Regions from separate parts of the Sus scrofa genome. Here region 2 is linked to region 1. A link is a contact called in public HiChIP or PLAC-seq data. All regions are on one chromosome and are shown on one strand. Each heading gives the region's core, a stretch centred on a gene start, on an enhancer-like site or on the middle of the called end of the contact. The rest is flanking DNA. Distances are from core to core; before and after follow the strand shown.

Region 1 (4,455 bases), core at 1,096-3,595:
AAAAGTAAGCAATTTACTAGACTAAAAGGTGTGGACCAGGACAAGATAAACTTAAGTGAGAGGTGTCCATAAGTGGAAAAGTCTCAAAAAAGAAAGAAAGAAACTATGCTATGACAGAGTCTAGCTGTAAACACATAACTAAGAGGTCCTGGTCTAAACTAAGAGGGCATGAAGTCCATTTATGGCAGCGCTGATCAAGATAAGAACTTTCCGAAAAGATACATGTTCATTGCAGCACTATATACAATAGCCAAGACATGGAAGTAACCTAAATGTCCATTGACAGAGGCGTGGATAAAGAAGATGTGGTACACATACATGATGGAATATTACTCCGCCATTAAAAGGAAAGAAAGAATGGCATTTGCAGCAACATGGATGGACCCAGAAATTATCATGCTAAGTGAAGTTAGTCAGACAGTGAGACACCAACATCATATGCTATCACTTTCATGGGGAATCTAAAAAAGGACACAGTGAACTTCTTTGCAGAACAGATGCTGACTCACAGACTTTGAAAAACTTATGGTTTCCAAATAAGACAGGTTGGGGGTGGGGAGATGTGTTGGGGATTTGGGATAGAAATGTTATAAAATTGGGTTGTACAACTATAAATGTAATAAAATTCATTAAAAAAAGAACTTTCCTACACTGCTAAGCTCTCTTCCCTCACACCCTCCAACCACATCAGAAGAACAAGAAGAAAGCTAATATACTGGAGAGAAAGTGAATGAGGAAAAAAGAAGAATCTGATCACAGCCATCTCCTTCCTGACATGTACAGATAGCATCCTTGGCTCAAGGAGTAAGGAGTTGTCTTATCTTTAGATGAGAAGTGATGACTATTATATATTTCTTGATACTCTAATGTCTGGATTTTGGTTAGGTATCACAACTTAAAGGGACCATAAAACTTGTATTATCTAAGTGGCTTTCTACTTATCTAAGAAAGTAACAGAATTATCAGAATTTTTAACCAGGGCAGAGAAAATGGACAGTGTATGTGAAAAATACAGTTGTTTCTCACAGACTCACAGACATAGAAGACAAACTTATAGTTACCAAAGGGGAAGGGAGGGAGGGATAAATTAGGAATTTGGCACTAGCTGATATGACTACTACATATAAAATAATAAACAAAAGGTCCTACTCTAGCACCAGGAACTATAACCAATATCTTGTAATAAACCATAATGGAAAAGAATATGAAAAAGGTTATGTATGTGTATGTACATACACACACACACATCCATATATAACCTAATATATGATGTATATAACTGAATCAGTTTGCTGAACACCAGAAACAGTAAATCAACTATATGTCAACAAATAAATAAGTAGAGCAAAACAACACAAACACAGTTGTTTTTCATTTCTACCTCAAAAACTGTGTTTGTGCTAAACCCAAGAAACACATGCATAGTAAACACTGGATGAAAATATATAAAATACTAACAGGTTCAAGAGCATGGGTGATGATTTTTCTCTTGCGAACTTGCTTTTCTGTATGTCTTCTTAACTTTCTAGAGTGGCATGTAGGGATTTGATCATTTTAAAGAAAATAAAACTATACTGCACTCTTAAAAAAAAAAAGTTATGCTTCTACAAGCAGCCAGAATGACTTGTGCTCACTTTTGTCTCTCTTGGGAGGCAGGGCTCATTAAGGGTATTTGACACAATGTGGAGAATGCCCAGAGAATCAGTGCTGTCATCAGAAATAGCACTGCTGAGTTTTCCCATTTCTCCAAATAATTAACATAAAACTGAAACCTCATGAACCCACGGGCTGCAGTAAATCTGGAAATTACCACAGCATAACAATATGAATTTATTATGGAAATGCTGACAGTGCTAAATATAGTCACCTCCACAATATATTTCTGTTAAAAGAGTGTATTTGAAGTTGGCCTCAAAATTCATACTTTTTGTCAGCAGGCTGGAGCCGGACAATCTGGATTTGCGGCACGCTACCCTCTTTGTTTGGGAGTCTAGACAGCACAACGAATACAGGGGCTCTTCTCTTTCCTTTTTGCCCACACAATGAAAGCTTTTGAAAACAAAATATTTGGTAAAATTGCATTTTAATCACTTCTTTTCTTTCTCTCTATAAGGCCGAGCTATAAATAAACCATGAAAGTTCACATTTGATCGTCACTTCTGAAAGCAAGTGCAAGGGTTTCTGTAGGGAAAAAATAGGAGCCCTGTACCAAGGCCATGAAAGACCGCATTCATGGGAGCTGACCCTTCGCTGGTGTGTCAAGGCTGAGATACCCGTCTGCACAGGCTGCTCACCACTTCCCTGGGAGCAGAGCCGGCCGTCATCAGGCTGTGTGGGCACAGGGAACTCCCAGTTCTCACGGGTTACGGCCTGGCTTGGGAGCCAGCCAAGGGCTTCCGGCTACACTGAGTGAGCTACCCAGGGAAGTTAGGTTTAAGAAAGGTAGGGGCTCTTCAGCCCCCTTGCAGAAGATGGGGATTCCATGAGTGGCAGACACACAAACGCGGGAAATCTGGGAAGCATGGGACCTGATACCTTTTCCCCTGCGCAGGGGAAGGGGAACAACGGCCTTAAGACTTGGGAAGGTTGGAGTTCCCATTGTTGCTCAGTGGGTTAAGAACCCAACTAGTATCTATGAGGATGTGGGTTTGATCCCTGGCCTTGTTCAGTGGGTTAAGGATCCGGCGTTGCCCAAGTTGCTATATAGGTCACAGATGTGGCTCGGATCTGGCATTGCTGTGGCTGTGGTTGTAGGTCTCAGCTACAGCTCTAATCTGACCCCTAGGCCAGGAACTTCCATATGCCTTAGGTGTGGTCCTAAAAAAAAAAAAAAAAAAAAAAAAAAAAAAAAAAGACTTTGGGAAGGCTATAGGTAGTCTAGAGCCAGGAATCAAAGGACACTGCAAACTTGGCAGTGTGCAGCGTCATGGTCTATCAGGAAGAATAACCAGAACCTGGCCTGGGGAGAGCTATTCCATGAACTCCCTGAAGGTAGTAAGCATGCCAGTGTAGGTCTCATGCCCAACATGGTCCTATCACTTACAGGGGCTTGGTTAATGTTTGCTGAGCTGCTGAATGAAAGGGTGATGACTTTCATGACAGAGGTTATGGAAGATCATCGAATGGTGTTTCTAAAATGGTAAACATTCACTCCAGGGAGTGCTGAAGTGGTTGGTTAGGATTCCAGAAAAACATACTGGAAGTGCCGTTTATAAGACGTGTAGTCTAAAGAAATGAATTCAACTTTACCAGCACTTAATACGCAGATTGTCACCAGCACCACCCGTTGGTCCCTCATCAGACAGTCATGAGTGAGTAAGACACGTGAAATCTCCCAAGGTAAGAGTGAGAGCCTTACATCATGGGGGCATGACAGCATGCCCTCCAGTCTATGTCCCCAGCTTCCAGGGGTTTGCTACCCATCGTCATCTACATGTTCCAGGGTGGGAGTGTATAGGGGCTATCTAATTTTATTTAAACAAACTCTCACAAAATGGGCAAGCAACTGAGAAAGACTTGGCCAAAGGACTAAAGGCAATGGTCACGGTGCAGATTCAAGTAAACAAAAAGGAAAAATGATGACACTTTTCCCTGGTATTAGCTTTTCACAGTATAAGGTAAAAACAAAGACGGCTTAGACTATGACAAGAATTGAGACAAAAATTAAAATGATCAAGAATACTGTTTGAGATATAAATACAGTGGCACATACAAAATCATTTAGAAATAATAAAAAAAATCATTCAAAACTCACCTGGCCTTAGATTGTGGATCTTTAGACACTGTCTAATGTTAGTATAATAACATCATGATGAGCAAATATTTGAAATCTTTTATTTCAGCTATATTTATAATATAGATAACCTATAAGCCCAATAAAACATGTGTATGCCTCTTCATAAATACATTTCCACATATTGAGGATGCAAGCTCAAAATTTTTATAACTGATGGGGTATGATCAGAAAAACAAAGCATTCATTGTCCCAGCAGCCAATTCCGTGGCAGTTGCTAGGTTACCGGTTCAAGCCAACATTTCCCAGGTGCTTGCTCTGTGCTGTGCGCTGCACTAATCGCTTTATGGACGTGACTCTTGAAATTCTCAAAACGACTTTATGACACAGATATCATCACCTCTTCCCCCTTCATGGACCAAGAAGTGAACTGAGAGAGTATAAAGAATTTGCCCAAGGTCAAAAATGCAGAAAAGCCAGAATTTAGAGCCCCTTCTGACTCCAGGCCTTTGCTTAGCCCTGCGCTCAGACCCTACACACTTCCCCCCTACAATGCAAAAAGCCTGATGCTTGCGTCCTCTGGGCTTGAGTTCAAATCCCACTTCTGCTGCTCATTAGCTGTGTGATCTCCTTGGCTAAGAATGAGCGTGTGCTTGTGCCTGAGAAGCACCAATCCTGTACACTGCACCTTTTTTCAGAGATGCTGACACACAGCTCTGAAA
Region 2 (4,771 bases), core at 332-2,831, 180 kb after region 1:
AGTGTACACTCCCAGCAGCACGGTCTGAGTGTGGAGCACTTACCAAGGTCTGTATTTGCAAATTTGTGTGATTGCTTAGTATCCATCTTCCCTCTAGACGGTGAGGTCTGTGTCTACTTTGCTCACCCTTTTCACTCCATTGTCTGGCACATAGTAGCAGCTCAAAAACAATGGCTGAATAAAAGAAGGCACTCTGGATAAGAAGTTTAAGAATTTTTTTTTTTTTTTTTTTTTTTTTTTTGTCTTTTTGCCTTTTCTAGGGCCACTCCTGCGGCATATGGAGGTTCCCAGGCTAGGGGTCCAATCAGAGCTGCAGCCGCCGGCCTACGCCAGAGCCACAGCCACAGCAACTCGGGATCCGAGCCGCGTCTGCAAACTACACCACAGCTCACGGCAACGCCGGATCCTTAACCCACTGAGCAAGGCCAGGGATGGAACCTGCAACCTCATGGTTCCTAGTCAGATTCGTTAACCACTGCGCCACGATGGGAACTCCAAGAAGTTTAAGAATTTCGGATGTGAACACAGGTCTGACTTCAAAACCCATGTCTTTTCCACCACTGTAACATCTTCCTTACCTCAAGACGGTGATGGGAGTTCCCATCATGACCCAGTGGTTAACGAATCCGACTAAGAACCATGAGGTTGTGGGTTCCATCCCTGGCCTTGCTCAGTGGGTTAAAGATCCGGCGTTGCCGTGAGCTGTGGTGTAGGTTGCAGACGCGGCTTGGATCCCGCGTTGCTGTGGCTCTGGCGTAGGCCGGCAGCTGCAGCTCTAACTGCACCCCTAGCCTGGGAACCTCCATATGCTGCAGGAGTGACCCTAGAAAAGGTAAAAAGACAAAAAAGACAAAAAAAAAAAAAAAAAAAACAAAAAACATGGTGATGATCATCTGTATCCTATTTATTAGTTTCCAACACAATGGTAGCAATCAAATATGGTAATGGTATCAACCCAGTAAGCACAGAGTACTTATTAAGTGTCCACCAACGTTTCACCACTGTGCACTTGGACACAAAGGTCGGCAGACGGGGTATATGACAGGTGACTCTCAATGGCAAATGCTTTATGAATATATGTGGATTAAGATTACTTTGTAGAGGAAGATGGGGGTTTCAGATATCACTGCAGGGAAAACCAGGGAGACCAATTAATGCTTTCAAGTCCAAATTGCACCTGTGTCCCAAATTATTCACCAGCACAAATAAAAGCTGCTTGCTCCAAGCCCTGATCAGAACAAACATTTGATCCTGCTATATAGCACAGGGAACTATATCTAGTCATTTGTGATGGAACATGATCGAGGATAATGTGAGAAAAAGAATGTATTTATGTAGGTGTGGCTGGGTCACTTTGTTGTACAGCAGAAATTGACAGAACATTGTAAATCAACTATAATAGAAAAAATAAAAAAATCTTAAAAAAAAGAACAAACATTTGAAAATGCTTTTACCCAAGTGGCATCATTTTTCATCTGTGCCTGAGCTCAAAAAGGGCTGGGCAGAGAGCTGGATTAAACATTGCAATTCAGCTCGGCACTGTGGGTTCAAAAGTAAACTCTGACTTCCTATTTACACTGAAAGTCTTAGGCCTCTGTGGTTTCCTGTTGCATCCTGCTGTGTCTGTGCTTTGGTTTCTGAGTCTGTCTGCACAAAGCTGCAAATAGGGTCCCTCAACTGTTTCACTCTGTCCTGCTTTTCACAAGAAGATAAGAATCCTACAATCCCTAACTGTTGGCACATTCTACAAGGTACTCTCTCCAAGTCCTGACTTTTCAATCTAGACCTAAGCTACCAAGAGAGGCTTCCTTTGAATGGATGGAGACTCAAGAAATCTCCAAGTGTGACACAAACCACAGGAACTGACAGACCGTCCACATGAATTTACCACATTCTACACAACTTTTACATTCATTTCTTTCACTCTTCCGTTCATCTAGTGTAAATTTAGAGTAACTTCTATGTACAAGGTACTCTGATAGGCACTTGAAAACAATGGTGGAGAGATATAATTTCGACTCCAAAGGAGCTTAAAGCCATAGTCCCTGATGAGAATCAGTTGGGCATCTACTGATATGACAGATTTGCGTATACTCCTCCCAGCAAGATTCACGCCCCATGACAGCAGCACTTGAAGAACTGCATTTTGAAGGAGATCTCCAGGAACATTTTAAGGACATTGAGAATGGGGTGGCTGGCAGCTTCATGAAGAATTTACAATCATAGTGGGGACTAGTGACCCAGAGTCAGGAGCCCCTCCTGTGATGAACCAGACTTTTCCCAACTGCAGGATCCTTCAATTTGAGTCAACGGAGAGGAACTAACTAAGCAGCAAAAATGGCTTGGGGTTTGCTCACATATGTATTGAGTCTTGGCCCTAACCCTTGGTAGCTGCAGGACTTTGGACAAATCACTCAGTTTCTTTGAGCCTTATTTGAAAAAGGAAAACAACACCTGCTCTGTCTTAGCTATTCTGAGTATCATAGCCACAAGGCATTTTTACAAACTCTAAAGCACTAAGAAAGAGTTAGTCATTTTAGGACCACAAAAACTTTAACAAACAAGAAAATTAAGCCAATGCATAAGGTTTCCTTTAAACAGTTAAAACTAGCCTATCTCTTTTCAAATTTTTTACTGAAGTATAGTTGATTTACAATGCTGTGTTAGTTTCAGGTGCAGAGTAAAGTGATTCAGTTTTACATACATATATATCTAGTCTTTTTCAGATTCTTTTCTCTTATGGGTTACTACAAAATACTGGGTAGAGTTCCCTGTGCTATACAATAGGTCCTTGGTTATCTATTTTATGAATGTATAAATTAATCCTAAACTCCTAATTTATTCTAACCCCACCCCTTACCCCTTTGGTAACAAGTTTGTTTTCTCTATTTGTGGGTCTATTTCTGTTTTGTAATAATTTCATTTGTATAATTTAGATTCCATGTATAAGTTATATCATATAATATTAGACCTTACATAATTTACTTAGTATAATAATCTCTAGGTCCATCCACAGTGCAGTAAATGACATTATTCATTCTTTTTTGTGGCTAAGTAATATTCCATTGTATATATGTGCCATATCTTCTTTATCCAATCCTCTGTTGACAGAAGTTTAAGTTGTTTCCGTGTCTTGGCTATTATAAATAGTGCTGCTAGGAACACTGAGTTGCATGTATCTTTTCGAATTATAGTTTTCTCTAGATATACACCCAGAAGCCGGACTGCAGGATTATTTACAATTAGCCATCTCTTAACCATCCCAAACTTTGGTCATGGGTCCCAGTTTCTCTTAAATATTGCAGCTGTGTATTACATGCTTCCTTCCTGGTTATAACAGTTTTTTTTTCTGAAAGCAGAGCTTGAAGCTGGACCTAGTCCTGGATAGGACAGTGGGATATACCTCTGGTACCATGTTAACATTTTCGAGGAATGAATACAAAAGCCAGGAGACCAGCCAGATCTGGATTCCCCTGCAAGTCCTAGCTCTGTAATTTCTCTGACCTCAATTCTATCATTTCTCAGATGAAGAAATGAACTCTACTGGGTCATTTTAGGCTACTACCCTCTAATGACATTTGACTATTGCTTAATCTGAATAGTATTACCTTTATTCTGACCTGAAACATGGCTACTGTATCTTTCCCTTTCATAAGTTAATCTCACATGTCTGTTGTGAGGATTAGATATTCTAGATGCAGACTGCCTAGCAGAGAAAACAGAACCTGGTAATTATTTAATAAATCCAGCAATCATAATTCTTAAGTATAAACATATTCCTTGTTCATCCCTAAAATGTTGTCCCTGGAAAATTCTTCTTCATCACATAATATACAAAACCCTGAGCAGCACTTTTTTTTTTTTTTTTTTGGTGAATACTTCTTTTTTCTTTATTATGTATTTTTTTTTAATTTTAATTTTTTTTTTCTGCTTTTTAGGGCCACACATGTGGCAAAAGGAAGTTCCCAGGCTAGGGGTCAAATCAGAGTTGCAGCTGCCAGCCACCGCAACAAAGGATCTGAGTAGCGTGTGCGACCTACACCACAGCTCACAGCAACGCCAGATCCTTAACCAGCTGAGCAAGGCTAGGGATCAAACCTGTATCCTCATGGATACTAGTCGGGTTCATGACCCACAGAGGTATTTGGGAACGCCTGAATGTTTCTTTTTTAGTCCAAATTTCTTTTCCTTGAAACTGTGATGCTGTTTACTACCTAACTCCACTGGGCATACACGTGAAGATGTTCAACATCACTAATTATTAGAGAAATGCAAATCAAAACTACTATGACGGGATTTCCGTCGTGGCCCAGTGGAAAGGAATCCAACTAGTGACCATGAGGTTGCGGGTTTGATCCCTGGCCTCGCTCAGTGGGTTGAAGATCCAGCAGTGGCATAAGCTGTGGTGTAGTAGCAGACGCAGATCTGATCTTGCATTACTATGGCTGTGGTGTGGGCTGGCAGTTGTAGCTCTGATTAGACCCCTAGCCTGGGAACCTCCATATGCCGAGCGTATGGCCCTTAAAAAAAAAAAAACCTACTATGAGGTACCACCTTACACTGGCCAGAACGGCTGTCATCAAAAAGTCTACAAACAGGAGTTCCCATTGTGGCTCAACGGTTAACGAACCCAACTAGCATCCATGAGGATGAGGGTTCAATCTCTGGTCTCGCTCAGTGGGTTAAGGATCTGGCTGTGGTGTAGGTTGAAGATGCGGCTCAGATCCTGCATTGCTGTGGCTGTGGAGTAGGCCAGTAGCTGTAGCTCTGA

The links. HiChIP or PLAC-seq counts read pairs in DNA pulled down with a chosen protein or histone mark.
Region 2: an H3K27ac HiChIP or PLAC-seq map of alveolar macrophages shows a contact between it and region 1. The contact joins two enhancer-like sites. A contact is called at or near these places in 1 of 47 Hi-C or Micro-C datasets (embryonic fibroblasts) and 1 of 2 datasets of contacts at active chromatin or transcription factors (alveolar macrophages).

Annotation. Positions count from the first base shown.
Region 1 is chr6:152,766,301-152,770,755 of Sscrofa11.1, forward strand. All of the region lies in intron 14 of FGGY (FGGY carbohydrate kinase domain-containing protein), which reads right to left. Among named protein-coding and RNA genes, the nearest start is that of HOOK1, 59 kb to the left of the region's middle. Within about 2 kb of position 2,346, at least 14 of the 83 cell types and tissues checked have an H3K27ac peak or open chromatin away from gene starts, as enhancers often do. A contact at or near this core is called in alveolar macrophages, where this site is marked.
Region 2 is chr6:152,942,355-152,947,125 of Sscrofa11.1, forward strand. All of the region lies in intron 8 of FGGY (FGGY carbohydrate kinase domain-containing protein), which reads right to left. Among named protein-coding and RNA genes, the nearest start is that of HOOK1, 240 kb to the left of the region's middle. Within about 2 kb of position 1,582, at least 13 of the 83 cell types and tissues checked have an H3K27ac peak or open chromatin away from gene starts, as enhancers often do. A contact at or near this core is called in alveolar macrophages, where this site is marked.